2 separate regions of the Pan troglodytes genome follow, and region 1 is linked to region 2. The links are chromatin contacts, called in public Hi-C maps. All regions are on one chromosome and are shown on one strand. The core of a region is the stretch at or near the end of the contact, and the rest is flanking DNA. Distances in the headings are between cores, read along the strand shown. Region 1 holds the start of ZNF513 (zinc finger protein 513). Region 2 holds the start of GPN1 (GPN-loop GTPase 1).

Region 1 (7,295 bases), core at 2,598-5,097, 240 kb before region 2:
GTCCCCTGGGCTGGCTGCACAGAGGATTGCCCCTTCTCTTTTCAGAGCTGGCCCTCGATGCCAAATTAGCATTTAGTATTTTGCACAAAGTCTAAGGGACCATGGCTGCCTGCCTTGGGGAGGAACCATAGCTCCCTCTGGGCCGCTTCTGGCTTCTTGGAGCCATGGGCCAAAGGCCAAGGGGATGGGCAGACGTCTGTGTTTGGTCTGGCCCAGTTCCCCATCATTAAACTCAGCCTGACTGCTGCCTACCTCTGGTTCCCTCTCACTGCCCCTGCTTCCCCCATCACAGCATGGACTACTATGCTAAGGGTAAGGCCAAATTGCCTGCCATTGCCAATTCAGCATAGACATGGCTTTGTTAGTGTTTCCTTTATTATAAAGCACTGAAATAAGTTAAATAAACAGGTGGGAGGCTGGGCAGTCCCCCAGCCGGTTTGTCCACAGCCCCTGGGGGCAGTGGAGGTGAATACAGGGCCCTTCTCACTGAGCTCGTGAAGTGCCTCAGTCAAGGCAAGGCCCCCTGGTCCATATGGGCCCCCCCGCCCATGGGGTTGGGCTGGTCCTTATAGTGCCTACGTTAGTCTGTGTGGAGCCCCTGGCCAGCGGGGGAGAAAAAGGTGGCTTCTGGTCCGTCTGTATAAAACATGGGGAAGAAGGACCTAGTTCAGGATGAGTCTGTATGGACAGCCCGGCTGCCAGCAGTCCCCAGGGCTGGTGGGCCCCGAGAGCTCAAAACAGAGGGTGGGCTATGAGGTGGGGCCCAGCCCTCAGAGGCAGAGAGACCAGGCCCTCCTGCCCCACCGTGGCCATGCACCTTCTGGTGGCGCTTGTAGTTGTCCCAGTGGCCCGTGGTATAGGCGCAGGTGGCACAGCGGAAGGGCTTCTCGCCTGTGTGCCGCAGCATGTGACGTTTGAGGTTCATGCTCTGGTTGCAGCTGTAGTTGCAAAGGCTACACCGAAAAGGTTTGTCACCAGAGTGGATGCGACCATGACGCTTGAGGTTGGCCAGATTGCCACAGGCATAAGGGCAGAGGGGGCACTTGTAGGGCTTCTCTCCTGTATGGACGCGCTGGTGCCGTTTCAGGTTATCCAGATGAGCAGAGGCATAAGGACAGCGGGCGCAGCGGAAGGGCTTCTCACCACTGTGTGTCTTCATGTGCCGGGCCAGGTGGTTGGGATAGTGAGTGGCAAAGGGGCAGAGGCTACAGGCAAAGCCTTTGTCACTGGGGCCCTGGGGCCCCCCACTGGCACCCCCTCCAGCCTCTCCTCGCATGCAGCGCCCACACATGGCAGATCCCAGCCGACTACCCTCACCCTCCTCCAGCTCTTGTCCACAGCCCCGGCAGGTCCAAGGGAATAGCAGCTCTGGCAGTGGTTCTGATCCAGTCCCGCAGAGGCCCTCCCCTTCACCCCGCAGCTGCCCACAGTCTGGCAGGAAACTGGCACCACCTGGTGGCACATGGAGGCTCAAATCTGGAAGGAGCAGAGCATCTGTGGGGACAAAGACCTGGGCTATGAATCCAATCCAAGCATTCCTAGGGCCAGCCACCCATGTCCCAAGATCTTTGGTCCCTGGTGTGTCTTACCTTCAGGTCGCCGGGGCACCGCCCCCTCCTGCTCTGTGGGACTGGGAGGCCGGGCTGGTCGTGGAGCACAGCAGCGGAAGCCACAGGTCGGGCAGGGAGGAGTGGGGGGCCCTGCGTGGGTACGCTGATGCCGCCTCAGGTTGCCCAGGCTGCTGCAGGCAAAGGGGCAGTGGGGACAGCGGTAGGGCTTCTCGCCAGTGTGGGTGCGGGTATGTCGTGTCAGGTTGACGAGCTGGGCTGAGGCGTAGGGGCAGCGGCCACAGCGGAACGGCTTCTCTCCGCTGTGTGTCTGCATGTGCCGCTTCAGGTGGCTCGAGTAGTGGGACACGAAGGTGCAGAGGCGGCATGAGTACAGTAGCCGTGGGGGCAGCAGGGGCCCCCCACCCGGCCCTCCTGCCCCACAACACGGCCCCTCACCTGTCGGCCCCCCACACAGCTGGCAGGCTGGGCCTGGCCTCTCACCCCTGGCCTCCCCTGGACCCCTGGCTGGCTCCTCAACTTCACTCTCCGCACTTAGCGCCCGGCCGCCCCCAGACTCATCGTCGCTCAGCCCATAGGGAAGCCCAGGCCTGGCCCCCAGAGAGTCTCCTGGTGAAATAGACATAAAAAGAGACATCAGCATAGGGTAGGATCAGGCTCCAAACTCTCCCCTTTTCACTTATGGTCTCCCCACTTGCTTGGCTCCACCCTTAGCTTTGATGATCCCTTTAGTTCCCTCCTAGGAATCAAGGTCTCCCCTGCAGTAATTCCAGAAAATTCAACATGAATTGTCTACCTCTTACACTGGACTAATCTAGTGATGGTAGAATTGACCTGTATCTAGTTTCACTCAATGGTCAAGGATCAAGGGCTCACAGTGGATCACAGACTGAAATGAATCCATAATGAAATTAATTCTTGAGACAAGAAAGTAAAAATACGAAAGGGAGAGAGCCCCCAAGACCTTTTTCTAAGCTCTATTGCTAAGGCCCCTTTTAGTAAGGAGCTGATATAAGATAAAACCTATCTCTGAGGCAAAATTTGGAGGGAAGTGGAGACAATGGAAGTAATGCATGTAATACCACTTGCCTGCCTAAAGAACAGATTGATATTTACATGGATCCCCTCAATGACTTTCAAAAAACATCTTGCATAAGTGGATGGGTAGTGCAGCAAATTAGGGTAGGGTGATGCTAAGATCACAGGGAAGAGGGACATGGAAGGATAAAGACAGAAACTAAAACCTCTCAATACAAAAGGAGCTTACGCTGCAGGTGAAAGGGAGTTAGATTAGACCTAAATACTGGGTTGAATGATTCACAGAGAGTTTGCTTCCCTGAACCTCTCTTAAAAGTAAATACACATAAGGAATGGGCTAGGGAGAGGGACAGGGCATTTACTTTTAATCAGTTGCTCCATGTGATTCACCCACCCTCCTATTCCTATCACCTTTGACCAGGCCTCAGAACTTCACCTCAACAAAGTGATGGAAGTGATTGGACCATTAAACAAATGAAGTCATCTAGCTCAAATGTAAACTAAACCAGCCCTCGGTTGTGGCAGGAAATGGTGTTCTGTTCACCTAACCTGCCTCCTGAAGGGCTGGGGTCTCCAGCGGCCGCTAATCCTTAACCAAGACCCGAAAACCCACCTTCCGAGTCTCTCTCGAAGCCCATGAGCTGGTCACTGTTGCCGTCGCCTTCCTCCTCTTCCTCTTCCTCCTCAAACTCCAGATCCTGGCCTAGTAGCAAATCACTCTCCAATACCAGGGCCCCGGGTCCTTCGTCGAGGGAGTCTTCAGTATCCACTGAAGAGGGGAGGGGGCTTGTGGATTCTCCCTCAGGGACCAGCCCTCGTGGACCACACTTCCCGTACTCGCTGACCCACTCTGATTCCCTTAGTGCCTCGGTGGGAAGCTAGGAGTCTGGATCGCCCACTTCATCCCTCAGGAGTCTCCCTCCACCCTGACCTGAGCCCACTCCACTGACCCCACCCCCGCTCCTCTCCCCTCAAGGCCCCTGACCCCTGACCTTTGACCCCCTCGCATTTCACGGGCTGCGGGTGGCTTTGCTTCCTTCGGGGCATCGTGACCGGCTCCAGCCCGACGCGCCTCCGGCCTGCGGCCGCCCGACCCCGCCCCTCCTATCTCGGCCCGCCCGTCTGCCCTTCCTCTCAGGGCCCGCGGGCCGCCCCCATGCAGCGGCGCGGGCCCTGGGCAGCCCCCGGCCCTGGCCCCGGCGCCCAGCTCAGGCCGCTCCCGCCGCCGCCGCCGCTTCCATTCATGGAGCCCCCTACCCCCCTACGGAGACCAGCTGGTACCTCCGTACTCGCTTCCGCTTCCGCCGCCGCAGAGACGCACGGGACGCGTAGTCCGTGGGAAGCGGCCGCGGCGGGAGCCTCAATGGCGTGACCGGGAAGTGATTTTGACGAGGCGGGGAGCAAGCCAATCAGTGGCCGGGGGGAGCCGGCCAGGGAGCAGCGCAGGAGGCGTCCTGCCCGACTCCAGGCTTCAGGCTTCAGGCCAGCCAGACCGGTTCCGACCTGTCCCTGGGGGAACTAGATCATTTCTGGCTGCAGGAGGGGGCGAGGGGCAGCCGCGACGCCCGCCAGGCCGGCCTGCCAGCAGCTCGCTCTGGGCTCCCCTATACACGCGCAGGGCACACACGAGCACACGCACACACTCACATGGGGGCTCGCCAGATGCTACAGATGGGGCCAAGTCGGGGGCCACGGCAGCAGAAAAAAAACGACACGATGCGTACGATTAGGTTTTGGCCTTTAGTCTGAAAAAGTGTTGATTGAAAGTGTACAACAGAGAGCGGGTGCAAGCGGCCGAGGGCCATGGAGCCGCCAATAAAAAAGAATGTCCTTAAATAAAGTGTTCACAGAGTAAAAACCAGAACCGCCAGTCCTTCCCTCCAACACAACAGAGCACAGGCACAGAACCGGTGATGAGCCCGAGGAGCAGAGGCGGCTGGGGAGGACAGCAGAGGCTCCCGGCTGCAGTGTGGAGGGAGAGCCCTCTTTGGAATGGGCGGAGTGAAGCCACCCAGCTCCCCCTGCACACCTCATACCCACTGCTAAGGCTAAAGGAAAAAGACAAAACTCAGTCTCAGGTCCGGAGGGCTCAGAAAACAGTCTAGGTGGGCAGGGGTCTGGATGACTGCTAGTCCCGCTTGGCCTTCTTCTTCTTGTCGCTGTTGCCATTTTCTTCAGCCCCCTCAGTAGAGAGCACCTCCTCTAGTTTTCGCTTGCCACTCTCTGGCTGGAGCTCTGCTGTGTTTCGGGGCTTGAAGCAAATGATGATGCAGGTCATGTTGTCACACCCTGTACCATCCCCAGAAGTGTCTGGTGCCAGGCACTGATCCAGCAGCTAAGAAAGGGATGGGGGTAGCTCAGCCACAGGGTTTGAACACCTTGCCAGGAATCTACAGTCCCAAAAGAGGGCTGGCTTGCTGAGTCAGGGTGGTAGGAGAGGAATGGGCAAGAGGTATCACAAAACGGCCCACCTGCTAGTCCATAAGGCATAAGGCTAAGTCAGGGAAATGACAGAAGGTGGAACTTTGGAGTCGGGGTTTAGCGTCTGTCAGCAATTAATGATAATGCTCCCAGATTGCCGACTTAGCTCAGATGAAAAGAGTGAACCCTGGCTGTGCAGACCAGACACCCTCTCTTCTCCACCCTGGTACTCACCTCTTCCACAATGGATGACAATAACCGAAGCTCCCCATTTTCATCACGCTGGCTGATCTTTGATTGAATGAAATCTACAACTTCCTGGCTGCTCATCACATTCCTGGGGTCGAGAACAACAGTCAGAATCTTCCAGTCTCACTAAGGCAGAGTAGAGGAGTATGGACAGAGGTGGTGGCCCAGGCCAGTGTAAATAACTACAGAAATTCTCAGCTCTGCCTTAGTCTGGGTGCTCTTCACCCACCAAGAGGTCTAGATCTGCCTAGGCTCTAATCCTAGAGGTGCCCTGAGCCCTATAAGAGAAGACATGCTGCAGAAAGGGGAGTTTAGGGCATTCTGCCAGTGCTCACCAGATGCCATCACAGGCAATGACCATGAATTCATGGTCGTCAGTGAGAGTCAGCACCTTGATGTCAGGAAGGGCTGAAATCATCTGTTCCTCAGGTGGCAGGTTCTTGTTTCTCTTATAGAAGTGGTCCCCTGGAGTAAAGGAATGGTTGATGAGCAGTTTGGATACTTCCCACAGACTTGTGTTTGTGGCAGGTCAAACCTTGCCATTCATTTCCCTTCTTTACTAAGTTCCATAATCTAGTGGAATGGGGAACTGAGTCCTAAGTCCTAGTTTTTCTAGTTTCAACCCTGCCACCAGACTGCTGAACCTTAAGAAAGTCACTCACTGGTCTTTTTATTTTAAATCTTTTTTTTTTTTTTTTTTTTTTGAGACGGAGTTTCGCTCTTGTAGCCCAGGCTGGAGTGTAATGGCACGATCTCGGCTCACTACAACCTCCGCCTCCCGGATTCAAGCGCTTCTCCTGCCTCAGCCTCCTGAGTAGCTGGGATTACAGGCTTGCGCAACCATGCCCAGCTAATTTTTGTATTTTTTTTTTTTTTTAGTAGAGATGGGGTTTCACCATGTTGGCCAGGCTGGCCTCGAACTCCTGACCTCAGGCGATCCACCCGCCTCAGCCTCCCAAAGTGCTGGGATTACAGGCGTGAGCCTCCACGCCCGGCACTCACAGGTCTTTTTCATCATTCAAATGTTACATAAGATGGGTATAATGATACCTCTACCCATCTTAGTTATTTCACAGGAATATAAGAACAGAGGTAGTAGATATTAAAGTGCTTTGAAAGGCACAAGCACTAGGAAGATTAAAGTTTGCTACTAGGTAGTCTGGGACAGAGAGAAAGACCCTAGAAGTCTTTCCCAGTTTCTTGGCCCTTACCAATGGCTCTGGAGAGGTTGAGGCCCCCGTTGACTCGCCCATCCATGGTGACCTTGCCACCAGCATTCTTGATGCGTGCTAGTTCTACTTCATCCTCTGGTTTGTGATCATAGGACATGTCTAAAGCTTTGCCAGCCTCAGATACCACACAGCGAGAGTCTCCTGCGTTGGCTACAATCAACTGCTTCCCTCGTATCAGGGCCACCACCGCTGTTGTACCACTGTCAGAGCCAGGCTTAAGAGGAAGAAAAGGAGCATCATGGGGGCTTCTGAACATGCGTTCCTCACTGATGTGCTCCTGATCGTTCACCTATGCTTGCTTTCACTGGGACCCCCAAAAGAGCTTTAACAAACAGGAGAAGCACACATTTCATCTTTCTAGAGACGGCAGCACACTCCCTCTCCCTTGTTTTTAGATAATTCAACCCCAAAGGCTCATTCCCCTTGCAGAATAAATCCCCATGACTATTACTTCCATCCTAAAGTATCAGGGGGATCCCCTGTCTCAAAATCAAAATTAGGGGACTCACACCTGCCTTGTGGCTTTTCAAGACTCATTGCTCCCCTTCCCCACACACCTCCTCTTTGCCTTCCATCCCTGGCACCATCATCTCTTCTTCTTCTTCTTCATCGTCCTCTTCAGCCTCCTCGGTGTCATCCTCATCTTCCTCATTCTCTGCCTCCTCACTGCTGTAGCCATCCTCTTCCTCGCTGCATTCCTGCCAGGGGGAGGATCCCAGACTGCTGAGACTGGGATGATCCCCTCCCTCCCCACAGCTCATACTCAGAATCAAGAGGTCCTGACTGA
Region 2 (6,674 bases), core at 784-3,283:
CAAAAGCCTTTCTAACCAGGTTAATGTAGCACTTAAGAGTACTTGCTCCAGTTCTTATTTAATCAGTGTTATTTTAGAAGTTACTTTGGATTAATCCTTGATTTGGTGCCTTGGGGAAGACTGGGTGTGGTCTTTGGAACATCCTGTCTATTTAGGCACTGATTATGACTTCCTTGCAGTCTCTGCCTCGCCTGGATTAAGGACTCCAGATACCACTGTTCCTGCTGCAGCTGCTGCTTCCTGTTTTCTAAGTGGTTTTGAGTAGCCGTTAGTTTCTGGGCTTGCTCAATTAGCTGCAGTAATTCCTTCTTGAACTGCTGGTTCTCTCTGTTGATGCCACAGGAGTATTCAAAAATAAACCGCTTTGCTGCCAACTTCAAGGCCTGGGCCTTCATATTAAGCTCTCTTCTTTTTCTCTTTCCCAGTAGCCTCCTGTCTGGCTCGCTCAGTTGTTTCTCCAGTAATCTTTTCTCCTGGAGGAGCTGGGCCTGTACTTCCCGAGTCTTTGAAGCTGTCTCAGCTTGGACTTTATTTGTCTCCTCCTGTAATGTCTGTATTTCTTTCTCCTGCTTTTCCTTTAATATAGCAATGTCCCTCATTGCCTGCAACTTCCGCTTCAAACTGGATTGGATATTTTCCTTTTGCAAGAGCGCTGTTTTAAGCACTGAAATTTGTTCTGCATATCTGGAGGCTGATTCTTGTCTTCTTCGTTCAATCTCTCCACTTTTTTGTAAATAGCTGTTCCATACCTTCTCAGGTTGCTCTGTGTACTCTTCAGTTTTGTTAGTCAGGTATTCCAGAAAGAATCTGTTTTCAGCCTGGACAAGTAACTTTTCTCGGTGTAGCTCCCTGGATTCCTCCAGTAGCTGTTTCCGCTGGGTTTGAGCTTGTTTTATATGCTTGTTCAGATCCGTCATTTCCGCCACTATCTTTTCTTTAAGCCTTGTCTCTACCTTTGTTAGCTTCTCTGGCTTGACAAAATTATTTATTAGACTATGATACGGTGGAAGGAGCCTTCTGGGGCCCTCAGCAAACCTGAAAGAACAAACGAGACATTCCTCTGTCAGTTAATGAAACTTTAGGAAGTAAGTGCACAACTGTCCTTCATTCATACAAGAGAATATTTCTGAGCACCAGAATGTTCCAGACATTATGCAAGGTGTGGGGAATCCAGCTAGTGGTAAAGGATGAGGAATGTAGCTCGTCATTTACAACGTGCATTCACTACAACCCTGGGAGGTATTACCTCAGTTTTAAAAAAGGAGAAAACAGGTTCAGAGAGTTTAAGTGACTTGCCCATGACTCACACCACTAGCAAGTGGCAGAGCCTGGGTATTAAAGCCAGATCTTATGACTTACTGAACACTGTTCGCAGCTACAAAGGGTCACAGAAACAGACTGGTTGGTCAGGAGTAGAAATAATTTTCTAGGCTCTTTCATCATCTTTCCTGAGTTTCTGAGGGACCTTCAGTGACGAGGAAGCTCCCCTCCAGTACCTACTTGCACCTGGAATCCAAGCATTCATCCTGAAGGTCACGGCAACTGTGTAGTTCACTGAGGGTGACTGCCAAGGAATGAGCGCTAGCATCAGGAACCTGCGTCTGCAACTCGCGGCAACAATGTGCAAGTGTGGAAAGCTCCCGTAGTTTATTCTTTCGGTGCTCAAAGGGTCTCGGTGCTGCCCAGCAACCCTGGAGACTGCACCCTGCTCCAGTCCCGGCTGGTCCAGCCCTGAACTGTTTAACCGCCTCGGCTACCGAATAAGCCCGAGCAGCCGGTCCTCCAGTGGCTCCGCTCCCCGTTCTCTGTGGGCTCAAAATGACAGGCATGCTCCTCGTTTCCTTGCTGTGTGAGCCCTGCCCTCGGGACCCCATCTCTTCTGGCCTTCCTCCGGGAGACAAAAGCCCTCCCAGGCTGCAGAGATCAGCGCCCTTTTCCTAGCTCCCTTCAGCCTTCCTCTCGCTTGCTCAGCGCCCCCACTTCCTCGCCACTGTCACTAGTTGACTCACCAGCCCTGCCCGACGCTAAGAAGATGCCCTGGCAACCGCCGCGCCCCTTCACCCGCTCCTTTCTGACGCTGTGGTGGTTTTCGTTCGCAGCCCAGAACATTGCGGAAGTTTCTCTACCCATGCGGTGTCTCTATGGTCGGGTGGGTGGGGCCAGGAGGAAGATGGCGGCGTCCGCAGCTGCCGCTGAGCCCCAGGCTTCTGGGGGTCCGCAGCACCCAGTGTGTCTGTTGGTGTTGGGAATGGCGGGATCCGGGAAAACCACTTTTGTACAGGTGACGTACACAGCATGGGTGTAGTAGGGGAGCGCAAAAGGTTGCCTCCGGCAGGCGGAAGGCCAGGAAGAAAGGGAGGGAGGTCTTCCAGGATTTGGAGGGTACCGGCGCATGGCTTTCGGGGGCTTCCCATCAACTTTAGTTCCTTCCCCGGCAAAGCCTCCTCGGGCCCTAGCCAGGTTAATTAAGGCTCTCTTCTGCGCACCTTCAGGGCATACTCGGTCCAGCTTACCACGTTGTACAGGAATTGTCTTGCTGATAAAATTGCGTTTCTCGGAGGCAAGTTACAAGTAACTTTAAAGATTAATACAGTGCTAGCACACAGGTTTTGGTGAAGATTTGCCAAATATTTCTTGCACGCCTGTCATGTTCCATTCACTGGGGATATAGCGAAAATGAGGTTGACAAGATTCATTCATGGGGCCAAATATTTAATGGAGGAGATAGAGAAAACCCACATACGAAGAATCAAAACAAGTAAACAAGTGACTACGAGTAGGGGAAGCTTTGTTAGATGGGTGATGAAGAAAGGTAGCATTTGAACTGAGAGTTGTATCTTGGAGGTGGACATGGTGGATATTTCAGGTAGAAGAAAATCTAAGTGCAATATTCTTAAGGCATGGGTGTTAAAGGAATGGAAGTTCTCTCTTGTCCCCTCTTTGTCTCCTTCCAACCCTCTCCCCATATCTCTGCAGAGGCTCACAGGACACCTGCATGCCCAAGGCACTCCACCGTATGTGATCAACCTGGATCCAGCAGTACATGAAGTTCCCTTTCCTGCCAATATTGGTGAGTAAACCAGTAACATAACTTGTGTGCAGTGCTTTAAAGAGAATGGAAAAGGCCAGGCGTGGTGGCTCACGGCTGTAATCTCAGCACTTTGGGAGGCCGAGGCAGGTAGATCACGAGGTCAGGATTTCAAGACCAGCCTGGCCAAGATGGTGAAACCCCATTTCTACTAAAAATACAAAAAATTAGCCAGGCACGGTGGCAGGCACCTGTAATTCCAGCTACTCGGGAGGCTGAGGCAGGAGAATTGCTTGAACCCAGGTGGCAGAGGTTGCAGGGAGCCAAGATCGTGCCACTGCACTCCAGCCTGGTCAATAGAGTGAGACTCTGTAAAGCCTCCAGCCTACCAGTCTTCAGTGCCTTCTTTTTTCATGTTTTCTAAACTATCTACTTTCATTTCCTTTGGATTTGCTTGCGTTCCTAAACAGCTTAGGTTTTTTTTTTTTTTTTTTTTTTTTTTTAGACAGAGTCGCTGTCACCCAGGCCAGAGTGCAGTGGCGTGATTCACAGGTCACTGCAGCCTCAACATCCCAGGCTCAAGTGATCCTCCCACCTCAGCCTCCTGCCACTATGCTGGGCTAGTTTTGTTTTGTTTGGAGAGACAAGGCCTCTCTATGTTGCCCAGGCTGGTCTTGAACTCCTGGGCTCAAGTAATCCTCCTGCCTTGGCCTCCCAAAGTGCTGGGATTATAGGTGTGAGCCACTGTGCCCAGCCTAACTCCTTTTAAAAAATCATGTCTGCATTGCCGTTGCGTTGCCTTTGTCAGTAATAGGCAATTAGTAAGAAGCATTTTTTTCCCCCTTGATTTTTGCCTCCCTTTTTCTAGGCATGTTTAAGTTGCATGAAACTTTGCACTTTGTGGAGACAAAACTCTTTGCCACAACTTTAGAGCTCCTAGGCCTAACATTCTTCATGATTTACTTGGCATTTATTCTTTGTAAGGAAGGAAACCAGTGTGAAAGTGGAGGTGGTAGAAGAGAATGCTGACAGGAGAAGGCTAGAAGGCCAGTTTTACTTTCCTGGTGGTAGGGAATGTGTATGTATTACATTCCAGTTAATTCTTTTTTTTTCTCCTCAGATATTCGTGACACTGTAAAGTATAAAGAAGTAATGAAACAGTATCCTTTTCCATCTACTTTGGTCTTGACTCATTCCTGGCTTCTTGTCTGTGTATTTTGTGGCTTAAAAGAGTGTTTTTGCCTTTTCCTTGTGAAATATACAAGCAAAAGGATGGAAGCTGATTGTGGGAGAGGTAGGTGATCAGAAATACTATTTCAGCTTGAGATTTTAGTTTTCTTACCATCTCCCCAGATGGCAGGCTGTTGTAATTAAAGAGCAGAGAGTATGATAGGATAACTGACAGCTACCTGGGTCCCACAAGGTAGTATTTTGCCTTGGAGGATCATCTGTTGGTCACCACCTCTTTAGACTGGGAAACTCAGAAATGAGTGAGTTTAGTTGGATTAACTCTTAGTAAATTGCTGTATGAAATGTGTACTCTCTCCGTAGGCAAGTCTAAGTAGGAAGACTAATCATAATCAGCAGATTGCTTGATTTATTTATGAGGATCAGAGCCGGAGGTGTTATACAGGTGGCTTTAATGACCAATGCCAGTGGGCTGTCACTGCCTGATGCACCTGTATTACATTTTGGTCACTTTGTTTTCTTCATTTTGCCTGACCATTCCTAAAATCAAATGAGTGAGCCAGACCTTGATAATGACTGTTTCCCTGTGTGGTTAAGTTTGTATGGTAGTCAAGGATTAGGTTGCCAGTATCCATTAATGGAACACTAATTTCATAATGCTGTTTGTGTGAATGATAGCCTAGGTATGAACTTTATAATCTAATCTATAAGCGATTTCAGTCCTCAACTTGGTGTCTAGATATGGACTTGGACCCAATGGCGGCATAGTGACCTCACTCAATCTCTTTGCTACCAGATTTGATCAGGTATATCTGTCTTTAGTATATTAATATGGTTGTGTAAAAATCTGTGACTCTTAAATTCCTTAGCTTGATCACATTGGTAAAGAAGAGCAGCAAACGTGAGCATAAATATAGAAAATAAGTAGGCATTTTGTCAGACAGAGAAGTAGACTATGAGAAGGTGATCAGTATGGTCAGACACTTCAAATTTAATATTTGTGACAGCTAATAAAAATCCAAAAGACCTGGGTTATTTTCTTGACCTGTTCTTTGCCTGTGGTATTACCCCGAAGCTGGGATGGGGGTATTTGGGAGTGGGATGGACTAGCAGTCATGGAATGGAAAGATGATGGGGCATTTCACTTGTGATAAATATTTGTCATTCTTTAGGTTTTCTTTGTCACCTACTTCCATAAGAGTGTTTTATAATCACTGGTTTTTATACTCTGATGTTAGGCCATGAGACAGGCTGTTAACATTTTGACAAGAGATACGACTTGACATTGACAGATCAAAGTCTTCAGCTTCTCAGATCCTTGGATTGTGCCCCAAGATGGTATTGGAGTGCTGCTGATGTGGCTGTGTTGCTTTAGTTCAGCCTGTTTATTCTTTCTTGTCCTAAGATTGCAAATGTTCAGTAGGTGATTGAGGGATTCAGTAGGTGATATTGCCTGTGAGGTATGCCACCCTGGAGAGGGCTCTGTGATTTTGTGTTGAAATCGGAATTTGTTGTCATTGACATCTTTTTCTTTTAGGTGATGAAATTTATTGAGAAGGCCCAGAACATGTCCAAGTAAGTGATGTCAGTAACATCCATTTATTACTCTGTAGCTGACATATTTCTAGGCTTCATGGAGGATCTGGGATACCATCAGCCTCTGAAAGAATATAGATTGAGATGAAACCATTAGGAGTGAAAAAAAAATTGGCAAATCATTAAGATGCTTTAGAATATAGAGCTAAATTTAATATCATTTCATCCTCAATTACTTTGATCCCCAATTTACATGGCTTCTTAGGAGCTCTTTTGAGACTTTGTCCCAATTCAGTTGTCCACCTGCCTTCTCTTGGGAAACCATGCTTGTTGTCATTAAAGTATCTGAAATACCTTTCTAATTCTTATTTAAATGAATATAGTCTACATGGTTCAGAGAAAATTTTTTAATTTACAGAGTGTCAAAATAGGAAATATTTGTTCTTATGGCCATTACCCAGTTAGCTGTTGTTCAAGGTTTACTTTTTTTAAAAAAGATAATTTATTGTTTTATAAAAATTCAAACCATGCATGATATTTATAAGATGAAACCATCACCCTGATTCCCACTAGAAGTAACATCATCATTCAGCGACTAGCATTCCACATTTCTATATACACAGATAGAAGGATGAATGGATAAAAGTGCTTTTACAAAAATGGGGTACTAGAGGTAGCTTTTGTTTTGTTTTGAGACAGGGTCTTGCTCTGTCGCCTAGGCTGGAGTACAGTGTAGTGATCTCAGCTCACTGTAACTTCCACCTCCCTGGCTCAGGTGATCCTCCCACCTCAGCCTCCCAAGTAGCTGGGACTACAGGTGTGAGCCACCACACCTGGCTAATTTTTGTATTTTTGTATTTTTGGGATGGAGTCTCGCTCTATTGCCTAGGCTGGAGTGCAGTGGTGTGATCTTGGCTCACTG

The links. Hi-C and Micro-C count contacts between places; a contact is called where the count stands out from the background.
Region 1: a Hi-C map of stem cell-derived neural progenitor cells shows a contact between it and region 2, with 2.3 times the contacts expected there. The contact joins the promoter of ZNF513 here to the promoter of GPN1 in region 2. A contact is called at or near these places in 1 of 7 Hi-C or Micro-C datasets (stem cell-derived neural progenitor cells) and 1 of 1 datasets of contacts at active chromatin or transcription factors (stem cell-derived excitatory neurons).

Annotation. Positions count from the first base shown.
Region 1 is chr12:95,470,137-95,477,431 of NHGRI_mPanTro3-v2.0_pri, reverse strand. It overlaps ZNF513 (zinc finger protein 513), which reads right to left and starts at 3,847. Exons shown (of 4, transcript NM_001280181.2): 1 at 3,599-3,847; 2 at 3,220-3,375; 3 at 1,590-2,177; 4 at 358-1,494. The coding sequence starts at 3,653. The coding sequence ends at 668. It overlaps PPM1G (protein phosphatase, Mg2+/Mn2+ dependent 1G), which reads right to left. Exons shown (of 10, transcript NM_001246455.1): 6 at 7,066-7,206; 7 at 6,488-6,722; 8 at 5,612-5,741; 9 at 5,262-5,364; 10 at 4,333-4,941. The coding sequence ends at 4,735. SNX17 (sorting nexin 17) reads left to right here. Exons shown (of 15, transcript XM_515357.8): 15 at 1-251.
Region 2 is chr12:95,226,540-95,233,213 of NHGRI_mPanTro3-v2.0_pri, reverse strand. GPN1 (GPN-loop GTPase 1) reads left to right here and starts at 2,033. Exons shown (of 14, transcript XM_525723.8): 1 at 2,033-2,281; 2 at 2,977-3,070; 3 at 4,149-4,188; 4 at 4,956-5,022; 5 at 5,754-5,791. The coding sequence starts at 2,033. CCDC121 (coiled-coil domain containing 121) reads right to left here and starts at 2,194. Exons shown (of 2, transcript XM_009442208.4): 1 at 1,501-2,194; 2 at 1-1,035. The coding sequence starts at 1,874. The coding sequence ends at 81.